2 separate regions of the Hordeum vulgare genome follow, and region 1 is linked to region 2. A link is a contact called in public Hi-C data. All regions are on one chromosome and are shown on one strand. Each heading gives the region's core, a stretch centred on a gene start, on an enhancer-like site or on the middle of the called end of the contact. The rest is flanking DNA. Distances are from core to core; before and after follow the strand shown. Region 1 holds the start of LOC123447901 (PH, RCC1 and FYVE domains-containing protein 1-like). Region 2 has its middle 17 kb from the start of LOC123401450.

The links. Hi-C and Micro-C count contacts between places; a contact is called where the count stands out from the background.
Region 1: a contact with region 2 is called in a Hi-C map of leaf, with 2.3 times the contacts expected there. The contact joins the promoter of LOC123447901 here to the enhancer-like site in region 2. A contact is called at or near these places in 2 of 6 Hi-C or Micro-C datasets (leaf and seedling).

What each region holds. Positions count from the first base shown.
Region 1 is chr1H:484,150,884-484,157,913 of MorexV3_pseudomolecules_assembly, forward strand. It overlaps LOC123447901 (PH, RCC1 and FYVE domains-containing protein 1-like), which reads left to right and starts at 1,577. Exons shown (of 10, transcript XM_045124619.1): 1 at 1,577-1,626; 2 at 1,701-2,856; 3 at 2,971-3,057; 4 at 3,147-3,236; 5 at 3,399-3,485; 6 at 3,603-3,719; 7 at 4,225-6,351; 8 at 6,454-6,600; 9 at 6,904-7,030. The coding sequence starts at 2,839.
Region 2 is chr1H:484,101,668-484,109,040 of MorexV3_pseudomolecules_assembly, forward strand. No RefSeq gene overlaps it. Among protein-coding and RNA genes, the nearest start is that of LOC123401450, 17 kb to the left of the region's middle. Within about 2 kb of position 4,009, at least 2 of the 3 cell types and tissues checked have open chromatin away from gene starts, as enhancers often do. A contact at or near this core is called in leaf, where this site is marked.

The sequences.
Region 1 (7,030 bases), core at 327-2,826, 47 kb after region 2:
TTTTAATCCCGGGTGCACGGACACCCCACACCGTGCTCTAACGCACCCCACTCCCACGATCTCTAAACCCCGCACTCCGGAGCTCGCGCGCCCGACGCGCACGCCCGCACACAACGCGGCTGGGTCTCGTGCCTGGACGTGGTCACCTCGCGCCTATTGCGCTAACACACACCTGTACGCACGCACGCACACACGCGCTCATGCGCCCGTGGTCGGACCGCACCAGAGCACACACACGCCCGTGGTCGGACCGCATCAGGCACACGTACGCCTGTCGCCTCCGATCATGGCTTATTCCTCACAATGCGATCCCGACGCGCCCGCTCCCAGTGCCGAGCTATGTGTCGTCCTCCTCTGTCGGGTGTCCACCAAGCCCGACCCGACCTAGACAACGCTTCCACTCTTGAGCTGTGTGCCATGGTCCGCCGGGAGCTCGAGCCCTCCCCGACAACCATGCCGACTTCACCCACCGCCTCCGCCTCGCCCAGCGGGTATCAGCTTCATCTCTTCCAACCTCGTCAGCGAGGGCCACCCCGTCGCTACCAGCATTGTCTCCTCCGGCGGATACGCCTAGACGACCACTACAACGGCCAAGTCCTTATCTACACCGACAGCAAAGCTTCCTCCAATGCACACGAGGTGTTTGACAAAATGCCAAAGGAACATAAAGAGAGGAGGAAGAAGAATGACGCGCCGGCCCCACCTGTCATAACGATCAAAGTAAACGGAACTGACTCTCACGCCACGTGAGTCCCGACAGATGGGTCCGCCTGTCATAAGCACGTTTAAATCGTCTAAACTGGCCATTATCCAAAAAAGATAGTTTTTTTTATTATAAAACTAGGAAATTTTGATAGTTTTCGCTCAGTTTTAAAAGTGATACTTCAGTGAGATGACAAGTCTTAAAATGATAGTTTTTTGTCAATCACTTTATTTTTCTAGATTTATTCAAAACCTTTCGATGATATGCATTTAATGAAAGAAGACATTTTTTTGTCATACAAAGACATCTATGACGAATCTCAAGATGATATTTCTGCTCAGTCTTTTCGATGTGCTTATAAATGTAGGGTGTACACGCATGCATCCATAAGATGCGTTCATAGGATGAATGTATGTTTTTGTGGGTAAACGATGTCGATTGTACTTTAAAAAACAATAACGTGTAATTATCTCATGGGTCCATGGCCAATCCAATGGCAGTGGAAATCTTTCACCACATTTGTGCAACCCAAACGCCTACTTCCGTCAGACCAAAAAGAAGAAAAAACTAAAAAAAACCAGCACCGTCCCCTCCGGCCCTGCAGTCCCGGCGAGCCGGATCCACCCGTTTCCCGCGTCCAGCGCCGCGCCGCCGAACCCGCCGCTCCGCTCCTCGCCATGCATCCTCCTGCAACCTCGAGGGAGCCACTCTCTCCTCCCATCCACTGGATCGCCGCGTGGTGGACCGGAGACCCGCCCAGACCGACTGGATTTCTTTGGTCCGCGCGGAGATTTCTCCTCCTTTTCTGCCTCACGCACCTCGTAATGCCCCACCATCGCCGACCTCGCCGCCGGCGACGGGACGCAGCTACCCGCCCAAGCCTCCTCGCGTAAGCGGCTCGGACTGGCTCCTCCATCTGTTAGGTAAGGAACCCTCCTTCGCTGCTCGGTTGGCACCCTGTTAATCAACCTAACGCATTAATCAGTTGTTCCATCAGATTCTCCCTCTTCAACGCCCAAGACCGATCTCTGTTTGGCGCTGCCCAAGGTGCGGCTGCGGTTTATTTTCGACAGTTTTAGCGCACATTCCGTAGATTAAAGGGAGAACCCGTGCCTGGCGTCAATGAAATGCGCAGCCGAACCATAAATTGTTCAGGCGAGCTCGTGTCCCCCCCCTTTTTCTTTTACAAATTTTGTGCGCGATAGAATGTTCCAAGAGTTCTAAAAAAATGCCATGGTTTACGTTTAAGGATTGTGCAGGCCGAACCATCAATGAAATGAAAAGCGCTGCCCAACCATAGATTGTGCAGGCCAGCTAGTGTCTCCCCCTTTTACATTTTTTTTTGCACGATACAAATGTTCCAGGAGTTTTGAAAAAAGAACGGACGTCGTATAGATAGTCATGTGGACCTACCAATTTTGATATCCAAATTCCTTGCTGTTACCGGGAAACAAAATAGAAAGATAAAAAGCGGTGCCGTGGCAAATATATCAATGCTTCCTGGTTGTGTGCCTCTATCTTTGGGTTCTCGACAACAATAGTGGATTTTAACAAGTTTTATCAGCTTTCTATAATGTTTAGAGCATCATATGGTTCGCAAATCATGAAGTGGGGCCAAAAGGTCCCTTGGACACACTCACACCACCTTCCCAATTGCAAACATGCTGTGGTTTATATTTAAATATCATGTAAAGTTCCTTGCCAAGTCGATGTAGGACACAAAATTATGCAAATCTGTAATTTTTCAGTATCCATGGCTTACATTACAGCACCAGAAAAGGGACATTCCATTTGAGAAATATGCAGATTTTTGGAACACGGTCCTGCATTATTCATATGTGAACTAAAAAGTACTGGGTTTTTTGTTAGCGATACCAGGTGAATTTGATGTTGACATTTGCATGTTTACATATATTGTGTAAACAACATTTTTTAATAGTTTTGTAACAGTGCATTATAAGTTCATAACCACCTCTGCACTCGCAATGGGGATGCAGGGAACACTTAGGCACCAAAATCACATTCATTCATTTCTTTATCTGCCTGTTGTGATGCTGGTAGCCCATTATGAGTTTATCTGTGCAGACACAAGTAATCAAAAGGTGAAAATAGAATGGTGACCTGTTGCAGTTTAGATGACACCAGATGATAACGTGAGATTCCACATACTGTGCTGTGTACCATTTGCCTTTGTTTGGTTGAACACACATTTATTTATTGAACATCGACAATGCTAATCTGGACTATATATTTTACATGTCCGAAAGGCCCTTATTACTTTAAAGAAAGGCAGCAAGCTTATCAAGTATAGTCGTAAGGGAAAACCCAAGATTCGTGAGTTCAGACTTTCTAGTGTAAGTTTTTGTGTGCGTTTGTGTGGTACCAATGTTCATGTTCTTATTACAGGATGAGAACACAAATCCTTTTTATTTTCTCACTACAGGACGAAACAGCATTAGTTTGGTATTCACACAACAAGGAAAAGTGCCTCAGATTGTCTTCCGTGTCTAAAATCATACCTGGACAGAGAACTGTAAGTTGAACTACCACTGATTAGTTAATCGTTGCTGGTTTACATTCACATGATCAAATTGTATATCCAAGAACTTATTAAGATGAGTGTATGCAGTATTCTGGTTTAATTCTATTAGACATTCGGAATTGGGATCTTATGCATTTGCCCTTTCGTTAACAGGCTGTTTTTAGGAGATTCTTACGCCCTGAGAAGGATTACCTATCATTTTCACTGATATACAAGAACGGCCAACGTTCCCTTGATCTGGTAAAAGATAAATTCTTTATACTCGTTTGAACTGATGTGAAATGCTTCATGTTTGATATGCCTCGTACGGTGATCTATCGAACACAATAATGACACGGAATTCTAGCTGATCTACAGGTTTGCAAGGATCAAGCAGAAGTTGAAGTGTGGTTTTCAACACTTGAGACACTGATTACTTCATGCCGCATAAATTTTTCGACAGATTGCCAAAGTGATAGAATATCATTTTCTGATGTAAGTTGTTAGTTTTCCTAAACAATTTAATTCATTATTTACAGTCAACACAAATATTATAAGCATTCCTCTATAAAGTAACTGGGACAGCATTCAGATATCATCCATGCGTTAGTTAGGCCCTTTGGCAAAGGCTTGCTTCCTTTAGAAGCCATAATTTTTAGAAGCTACTAGTGACTTGTGAGGTGCTTGAGCTTCCCTAAGCTGTCCAATAATGGTGCATGTAAACCATGTTACTTATCTTATTTAAGCATACAAGATTATAACTGTTAAACTAGAAGAGTTTATACTTGAGTACTGATGTGATTTACGACAGTTTGGTGCTAACAAAGCAATGCTTGGGGGCGCCATTTAATTCTTATTTGCTGTGTGGATTAGTTAGCATCTGACCCCCTGCTATGTATCCATCTTACCGCTCCTTGTATCAGCCGAAGGTTGGAGAGTGGCTTAGACCTGATCATAAATTGCAGAATGTTCTTGCTTAACACGCGTCTCCCATTTTCAGGAAGTGTCCCAGTATCAAGATGTGTATGATGCAAGACTAGATATTGCCTCAAGTATTAACCGCACTTATTACTCAGCTGGCTATGGTGCAGCCAATTCATTGAATTCTTCAAGAGCAGATGTTAGAACAAATCGTGCAAATATGCTAAGAGTAAGTACAGGAGACAGTAGTCGGATTAGTATTTCCAGCAGCGTCCCTAGTTCTTCCAGTCAAGGTTCTGGACCAGATGATATAGAATCCCTTGGTGATGTTTATGTATGGGGTGAGGTGTGGACTGATGTGCTCCCCCCAGAAGGATCCTCAAACTTTTTGTGCTCCAAAACAGATTTTTTGATTCCTAAACCTCTTGAATCGGATGTTGTCTTGGACGTACAGCAGATATCATGTGGTTCGAGGCACATTGCTCTTACTACCAGACAGGGAGAAGTATTCACTTGGGGTGAAGAACTTGGTGGGCGGCTTGGTCATGGAACTTTCGAAGATATTAGTCGCCCCAAACTTGTTGAATCCTTAGCAGTGTCCAACGTGGAATATATTGCATGTGGGGAGTTTCATACTTGTGCTGTAACTGCCTCTGGTGATTTGTACAATTGGGGTGATGGTTCTTACAATGCCGGATTACTAGGACATGGCCTTGGAGCTAGCCACTGGCTTCCAAAGCGAGTGTCGGGACCTTTAGAAGGACTTCAAGTGTTATCTGTTGCATGTGGCTCATGGCATTCAGCACTTGCCATGTCAAGTGGAAAAGTATTCACTTTTGGTGATGGAACATTTGGTGCTCTTGGGCATGGAAATCGTGAGAGTGTTGCCTATCCAAAGGAAGTTGAATCTTTGAGTGGATTCAGAACGATGAAAGTTGCATGTGGCGTTTGGCATTCCGCTGCAATTGTGGAGACCAATACAGGCATGAATGTGGTAGCCAGGAAGCTATTTACCTGGGGTGATGGAGATAAGAATCGCTTAGGTCATGGAGACAAGGAAGCTCGGCTAGTTCCCACCGTTGTTCAAGCCCTTGTTGACAATAATTTTCATCAGGTAGCCTGTGGACATACTATGACTGTTGCACTCGCCACATCTGGTCATGTCTTCACAATGGGTAGCTCTAACAATGGTCAACTTGGGAATCCAAAAGCCGATGGTAAACTACCTTGCCAAGTACAAGACAAGTTGAACAGTGAATTAGTTGAAGAGATCTCATGTGGCTCTTACCATGTTGCAGTCCTGACTTCACGGAGTGAAGTATTTACTTGGGGTATGGGGGCCAATGGAAGGCTGGGACATGGTGGCATTGAAGATAAAAAGAAGCCAACTATTGTGGACGCATTAAAAGATCGCCATGTTAAAAGTATAGCATGTGGTTCAAATTTTACGACATGCATTTGCATACATAAGTGGGTTTCAGGCGCAGATCAGTCTGTCTGCTCAGGGTGTAGGCAACCATTTGGTTTCACAAGAAAGAGGCACAATTGTTACAATTGCGGGCTTGTTCATTGCCATGCATGTAGTTCAAGGAAGGTCCTGAAGGCTGCATTGGCACCAACTCCTGGCAAGCCACATCGTGTATGCGATTCATGTTTCATGAAACTGAAAGCTGCAGATAGCGGCACTAGCAGTCCATATAACAACAAAAAGAGTGTCATGACTCGTCGTTCTGTTGATATCAAAGATAAGTCAGAGAGGCCAGACATAAGGCCTTCAAGGCTAGCAACAGCAGCAACAGCAGAGCCAGTCAAGTATGCAGATGCAAAATCAGTTAGAAGTGAGATAAAACCTGACCCTTCGTCCAATGCGAGGGCACCCCAAGGCCCTGCTACAGCTTTGGCAGTTCCAACTACTTTTGTAAAGCCTATGGGAATGGGAGGAATGGGAGGAATGGGAGGAATGGGGGGGATGGGTGGAATGGGAGGAATGGGAGGAATGGGCGGAATGGGTATGGGTATGGGAATGGGAATGAACATGGCACCAATGGGAATGGGCATGCCCATGGTGTCACAATCTCATAAGAAGCCAAGTCCATCTCCAGCAATGTCAAGTGCCCTGTCTGTTAAAAGTGACACCAAAGATATCGATAACCTGAAGAAGACTAATGAGACGCTGAACCAAGACATCTCAAAGTTGCAAAGTCAGGTATGATTTAGAAGTCTAGTTTTTAGTGTGTTTTTTTTTCACTGTATCTTCTCGGATTTATCATGGTTAGCTGATTTTGATAAAATCCCATAATTTTGACAGGTTAATAAGCTAAAACAGAAATGTGAAGTCCAAGATGAGCAACTACAGAAATCAGAAAGAAGAGCTAAAAGCGCCGCCTCTCTAGCTGCAGAAGAATCTACCAGACGAAATTCCATGCTGGACTTTATTAGATTTCTTGACACAGAGGTATAATAGACTACTACTCCTTCTTACTACATATGCAGCTTGATATCTTTATTGGTGCCCTCTTTTACCTACCATGCCGCCATATTTATTGTGCTTTGTTCTATGCTACACCATTTAAAGTGTTCGCACCACTATATAATTAATCCAATAAAAATACAATAAGAGGTGCCTCAGGGATATTCAAATGAAACAAGCAATAATGTATTACTTCTGTATTTAGTGGCTCATATAGCAAGAGTTGCTCCATGTTTTGTTGATCTGTATTAGTGGATACTCATAACTTCACATCTTTTCAATATTCAGCTCAAGGGGATTGTCGATAAGGTGCCTGCTGAATTCTCTGACAGTATCAAAGACTTGCAAAGCCAATCAGAGAAATATCTCTCCGGACAGTGTAGTCATCCACCGGAGGCCATTTCTGGAAATGAAC
Region 2 (7,373 bases), core at 2,759-5,258:
TAGAGGGACCTGGATGCCCATATTGGATCCTACATATTCTCCGAAGATCTTATCGGTTGAACCTCAGTGTCAAGGATTCATATAATCCTGTATGTCATTCCCTTTGTCCTTCAGTATGTTACTTGCCCGAGATTTGATCGTCGGTATCCGCATACCTATTTCAATCTCGTTACCGGCAAGTCTCTTTACTCGTTCCGTAATACAAGATCCCGTGACTTACACTTAGTCACATTGGTTGCAAGGCTTGTGTGTGATGTTGTATTACCGAGTGGGCCCCGAGATACCTCTCCGTCACACGGAGTGACAAATCCCAGTCTTGATCCATACCAACTCAACGGACACCTTCGGAGATACCTGTAGAGCACCTTTATAGTCACCCAGTTACGTTGTGGCGTTTGATGCACACAAGGTATTCCTCAGGTGCCAGTGAGTTATATGATCTCATGGTCATAGGAACAAATACTTGACATGCAGAAAACAATAGCAATAAAATGACACGATCAATATGCTACGTTCATAGTTTGGGTCTTGTCCATCACATGATTCTCCTAATGATGTGATCCCGTTATCAAGTGACAACACTTGCCTATGGCCAGGAAACCTTGACCATCTTTGATCAACGAACTAGTCAACTAGAGGCTCACTAGGGACAGTGTGTTGTCTATGTATCCACACATGTATTTGAGTTTCCAATCAATACAATTCTAGCATGGATAATAAACGATTATTATGAACAAGGAAATATAATAATAACTAATTTATTATTGCCTCTAGGGCATATTTCCAACATGCCACGCCACAAATCGGTCTTCCGTTCGGTTCCACCGGTTCAGTTAGGTCTGGTATATGATATGTGTTAGGTAGAATGAGCTACTATCTCAAAATATCTTGCTGTGTAATGGTAGAATAGAAAATACGCTACACTCCTTCCTAGAGAAACTTCAACCATCTCTTCTAAATTTTCCTTGTAAGGCGCAAATTTTCTCCGGCATCCGTCCACACACAAGGGCATCGGTTCGAAGAAACGGATGCAAGAGACGGCTATCCAACACTATCCTCATACATTTCAACCATTGTTTTAATTAATCGAACAAAATTCATGCAAACACGAACATATTCATGTAAACCAAACGAAATTTATTACACTCTGGGCAATTTTAACTACAAAGCTACACCGGACTAAGGTGAAACTAATTGACGTCCCGTACCGGGTAGATATCCACGTCGATGACATGTATGTTGAAGTGTATATGTGCATTGCCTAGCCCTTTTCATTAATTCGTACTTTTTGTCGCGTTGGCTAGTGCATGAAGCTTAACATGGTATCAGAGTCCATAGTCTTGAGTTCAAGTCTTGGTTTTCGCAGTTTATCTAAAAATTGATGCTGCCCCCCTTTGTCCACGCATAGGCCTCTTGAGCCATGCCTCTGAGTCTCTACACGTGTTGACTTTCGCGTCACACGTGAGAGGGGGTGTTGAAATGTTTATGTGGATTGCCTAGCCCTTTTCATCAGTTCAGACTTTTGGTTGCGTTGGCTAGTGCATGAAGCTTAACAACGTATACCCTTCATTAGTCTATGGCTAGCCGCGACATGTCTTTCTTGTCTTCTCCACGTACGGAAGCCCGCTCATCGGAGTGTCGTGAGGCCCAGTGGTATATACTTCAGCGCAAAGGACAACTCCACCTTGTTTGGCACCATAACTCATCTGAGTGGCACCAGAGCATTGGGCGGGGGGACGATGGTGTCCTGCAAGAGCGGGCAAGTCACTGGTTGTGCATGTTGGCGCAACCGCGACAGTGTCCTTCCTAGGGCCCAAGCGGCGTCGGCCTCCCATGTTTTACTTTTCCTCATTAATGGTGGCGGGCGAGGATGTGTTGGCCGTTACGTCGTCGATTTCCATGAAGTCAACTTATTTCTTTGTCGGTAGGGCCCAGTTCCGCCAACGTTGTCTGCGGATGGTGCGGTCGTAGGCACGGGACCAACGGTATGACATGGTCTCGTCCACGGTAGCAAAGATGCATGTGCCACCGTGCTCCCCCACATGCCGGCCTGGAGCAACTCGTCACCCCATGACGAGATGCCTTAGAACGACAAGTTGTTGAACCACGCGCCGGCTTGGAGTGGCTTCCTCCCCAAGCTGGTCTGGAGCAGCAAGGGAGGTGGACGAGACAGATGTCTAGCTCGTATCCGGTGAGCTCGACGAGCCATCCAACTGGCTTTAATGCTCGAGAACTCCTCTTCCTACTTGTCGAATGCCATGGAGAGTGTAGAGAAAATGATGCAAGGATGAGACGAGGAGTGTGGTGCAATTTTTTGCCTGATGTCTGGCATTGTTTAAATAGCGGGCGGCTGCCTGCAGCCAACCGACATTGTGCTTAATATTGGCCAACTAGCAAACAAACGTGTTGCCGGAGTAGGTTCCTCAACACACGCGCGGGTTTAATGAAGGAAAGAAGGCAGATTGTGTCTGATTGAATGCAACGATGATGCATGTTCAGATGGGTGTGCATCAGGTGATGCTCTCTAGGCCGGTGCACCGCTTTAATGCCGGAAGTGAGAGGTCGTGTCCACTCTGGGTTGATGCCAATGTGTAGCTGTAGCTCTACAGCAGCATGAATGCGGCCAAGTGGCCATGGGTGGGAACGTGCACGAGCGAGTGTCAGTGCTAAAACTGGTGGATCTCGGGTAAGGGATCACGAAGTGTGGATCTAGAAACAATGGTAACATGAGACAAGGAAAACAATGTTTTACCCAGGTTCGATCCCTCTCGAAGAGGTAAAACTGTAAGCTCTACTTCGTTTATATTGATTTAATATGATACAACGCTCAGTTTATATATGCACCGAGGTACCTACGCTACGGATATGGTCGGTTACGATTTGTGAATTAGAAATAAACACACCAACTACTAGTAAACACTCCATTTTTATTTGTTTTTCTAGCAAGTGACTAAAGGAGACTTTATAAACACTCCATTTTTATTTCTTCTTCTAGCAACCGACTAAGGCCCTGTTTGAAACCACTCACATTATATAATCTAGTTTTATAATCTATTCTGTCTTTAAACATGACAGATTATGATGTAGATTATAAAAACTAGATGGACAGATTATTAAAAACTCACAATCTACTCTAGCCCAACTAAAATTAGATTATGGATTGCTAATGACCCATTACCCTTGTAAAGTTGGAGATAATTACATTTCTACCACCGTCACCCTCCTTTTTAAAAAAAAAATTTAAGGGCCGACAGGTCATTATGCAATGTAAAATCTGGATTACAGTTTATATAATCTGGCATCCAAACATGCCTACCTATATTATTTTCATAAATCAGATTATATAATCGATCTTCATAATCCAGATTATCATAATCTATTGTGTTTCCAAACAGGGCCTAAAGTAGACTTTTTTCATACTCTGGTTTGGGTGTATAAGGCATTGCGATAAAAAATCGTTTGAAAAAGAACAATAGAGATGCTCGAAAGGTCATGTGGTGAGTGCATCGCTTTCAACTTGGCTTTCTGGACTGTCTTTGTTACAAAAGAAAAAATCGGTCACGATTGTCAATGCAGTCCTCTCTTACCAAGTGACGCAGTACAAAAGCAACCATATTTAGTTTTTTTTCTTCTTCGATAAAGCAACCATATTTAGTAAGTCATCAATCTTACATGGGCCAACTTTCTATCACCCTTACTTTTAACAAACTTCACTTGCGTAAGAAAGTATCGTTTTGAGATCGAGCTCAAATGCACCCACATAAACAGTAAAATAAAAAAAGTCATAACATTTCAAAAAAATCTGAATGTTTTTTGTGATGAACTATGAAAAATGTTATAAGTGATTGCGGATTTTTATGATGACGTCACATTTGTGTAAGGCATGGCAAAAAGAATTAGAGTTTTAATATACTTTTGAAAATAGCATTTTCAGAGTATTATTTTTGTTTTTTGTACGATCGTGAGGTGCGTTGGGCTGGTCCATTACCACACACGTATGGGCTGGCCACCGAGGTACGCTTGAGTTAGTGTGCATATTGAGGGGAAATGAGCTGCCTTTGGACCTTCCACAGACATAAAATTCTTCCCTAGTTTTTATCAATTTTTTTGTTTCTTTGGTTATTCAGATTTTGGGTTTTGTTTTTCTGTTTTTCTTTTCCTTTTCTATTTCAATTTCAATTCAAGTTTATTGAAAATTTTAAAAAATGAACGTTTTGTCAAACTCATGAATATTCTTAAATGTTTCTGAATATTATTTAAATTTGAACATTATTTAAATTAAAAAACAAATTTCACGAACATTTACAAAGTTCTGGACTTTTTTGAATTTCATATATATTATTTTGAATTTTCTGAATATTTTCCAAATAAACCGAGGGCATGTAGGGCTCCTGCGCTGGACCGGTCCAATAGTGTTTTCTTTTTTCTGTATTTAATCGTGATTCGAACCAGGGGTCCTCCCACACCTAGTACCACGGGAAGTTGCTAAAAAAAACCTAGTACCACAGGTGTAACCACCATGCAAGAACGAGGAAATCTTATAAGGTTGAACTGTTTTTTTTTCTCCTTTTCCTTTATTTTTTTTCTATTTTTCCTTTTCCGTTTTCTTTTTCTTTTTTTCTTATTCCTGGTTGGATGAATAGTTTGAAGAAATGTGAACTTTTTGTTAAATCACTGAACATATTTTAAAATTTGTTGAACTATTTTTTAAAATAGATGTAGAAAAATCAGATTTGTGATTTTGTTTTCTAATTCGATGAAATTTTTTCAAACCGATGAACTAAATTTTGATGAGCTTATTTTAAACTTCAGGGAATTTTTTTTAAGTCATGAAATTTTGTTCAAAATCAATGAACATATTTTAATCTGTAATATATTTTTTTGCATTTTTTTGTTTCTTTAATTAATAAATGTGAACAAAGTTGGATATATGTTAAGGTTTGTACTAAAAGAGGGGCCAGATATGATTATTTCCTAATAATAGGCAACAAAATGAGCATGTTCTATGGGTGAAGGCTCGAAGTTGTCGATTTTGGCGTGCAGAGATCGATTCCGAGGAGGAAGTTTCAGTCCTCGGCTTTGAAAACCAGTTAAGGGCTAATGATTTTTTACGGTTAAACCAACTTTTATTCATAAGAAGTACGGTTTACAGGAATAACAAAAGGGTCATGAGGAAGATCCATCCACACGGTGGCGGAGCTTGGTGGGGGCCAACCTGGGCCATGGCCCCCCAGCTCAAAAACAATTAACCCTACATTTATTTGTAGTATGTTTATTTTTAATTTCAAATCAGTTACAAATAATGAGGTTTGCTCCCCCCCCCTCAAGCCCATGCCCCCCACATTTTTAGCTCAAGCTCCGCCACTGCATCCATAAGTGGCGATCGTCATCTAAACTAGAAGCAAATTTAACCACGTTGTGAACAGGCCAGGGACTACTGATGGTGTCCTAGACAAGGGAATTCAACATGTACGACCTGTCATCCACGAGCCAGGCTAATGACCCGTCAACTGACGAAGGAAGAACTATCGAAGCTGTGACCCTCAGCGTGATCAAGATGTGAACCATCAAAGACTTTCCTAACATATATCCAACTTTGTTCACGTTGATTAATATAAAAAACAAAAACTTTGCAAAAAACAAAAAATATTACAAATTAAAAAAAATCATCGATTTTGAACAAAAATTCATGAACTTAAAAGAAGTTCACCAAATTTTAAAATAAGCTCATCAAAATTTGAAAAATCATTGATTTCGGAAAAATTCATCGATTTGAAAAAAGTTCATCAAATTAGAAAACAGAACCACAAATCTGAATTTTCTTCATCTATTTTAAAATATAGTTCAATATTTTTTTTAAAAGTCATTGATTTACAAAAAAGTTCTCATTTGTTCAAATATTCATCCAACCAGGAATAAGAAAATAATAAAAACAAAAAGAAAATATGGAAAACAAAAAAAAGGAAAAGAAGAAAAAAAGTTCAATCTTACCGGATCCCTCGTTCTTGCGTGGCGGTTACACCTGTGGTACTAGTTTGTTTGAGCAACTTCCTGTGGTACTAGGTGTGGCAGGAACCCTAGTTCGAATCACGATTAAATACAGAAAAAAGAAAACATTATTGGACCGGTCCAGCGCGGGAGCGCTACATGCCCTCGGTTTATGTGGAAGATATTCAGAAAATTCAAAAACAATTCATGAAATCGAAAAAAGTTCAGGATTTTGTAGATGTTCATAAAATTCGTTTTTTTATGAATTCAAATAATGTTCAAATTTGAATAAAATTCAAAAACATTTAAGAATATTCATGATTTTGAGAAAATGTTCAATTTTTTGAAATTTTTCCATGAACTTGAATTGATATAGAAATAGGAAAGTAAAAGAAAAACATAAAAAACAAGTCCCAAAGTCTGAAAAACCGAAGAGACAAAAAATTCGATAGAAAACTAGGCAAGAAATTTATGTGTGTGGAAGGTCCAAAGGCCAGCTCATTTTCGCTCAGTATGCACACTAACTAAAGCGTGCCTCGGTGGCCAGCCCATACGTGCATGGTAATGGACCAGCCCAACGCGCCTCAAATCGCACAAAAAAACAAAAATGACACTATGAAAATGCTACTTTCGAAAGCATTTTAAAACTCTCACTTTGTTTCTTTTGTCATGTCTTACACGAATGTGATCTCATAATGAAAATTTGCAAACACTTAGAACATTTGTCAAAAGTTCATTAACAAAATAATTCAGATTTTTTTAATTTTTTTTTTGATTTTACTGCTCATGATGGTGCATTTGAGTTCGAGCACAAAAGGGTACTTTCTTGCGCAAAGAAAGTTTGTTAAAAGGAAGGGTTGATAGAAAGTTGGCCCAGGTGAGATCGATGACTTACTAAATATGGTTGCTTTATCATAGAAAAACTAAACTAAACATGGTTGCTTTTGTACTAGGTCACTTGATAAGAGAGGATTGCATTGACAATCGTGACAGAACTTTTTTTTAACAAAGACAGTCCAGAAAGCCAAGTCGAAAGCGATGCACTCACTACATGGCCTTTCGAGCATCTCTATTATTATTATTTTTTCAAATGGTTTATCGCATTGCCTTACACCCAAACCAGAGTATGAAAAAAGTCTACTTTAGCCGGTTGCTAGGAAAATGAATAAGAATGGAGCGTTTACTAAACTACAAAGGAAAAGATTAAAACATTAAAAATAAAAGGAGACTAAACTGAGTGGCATGGTGCTTGAGTAGTACTAAAACATTCTCGAGGCTTCCGCGGTAATCATCACAAATATGATCCGGACAACACATGTGAAACCATGGCTCTACTTTTGTATCACTAATCCATTCGATATGATTGTGCGTGGGCGAAGCCAAAC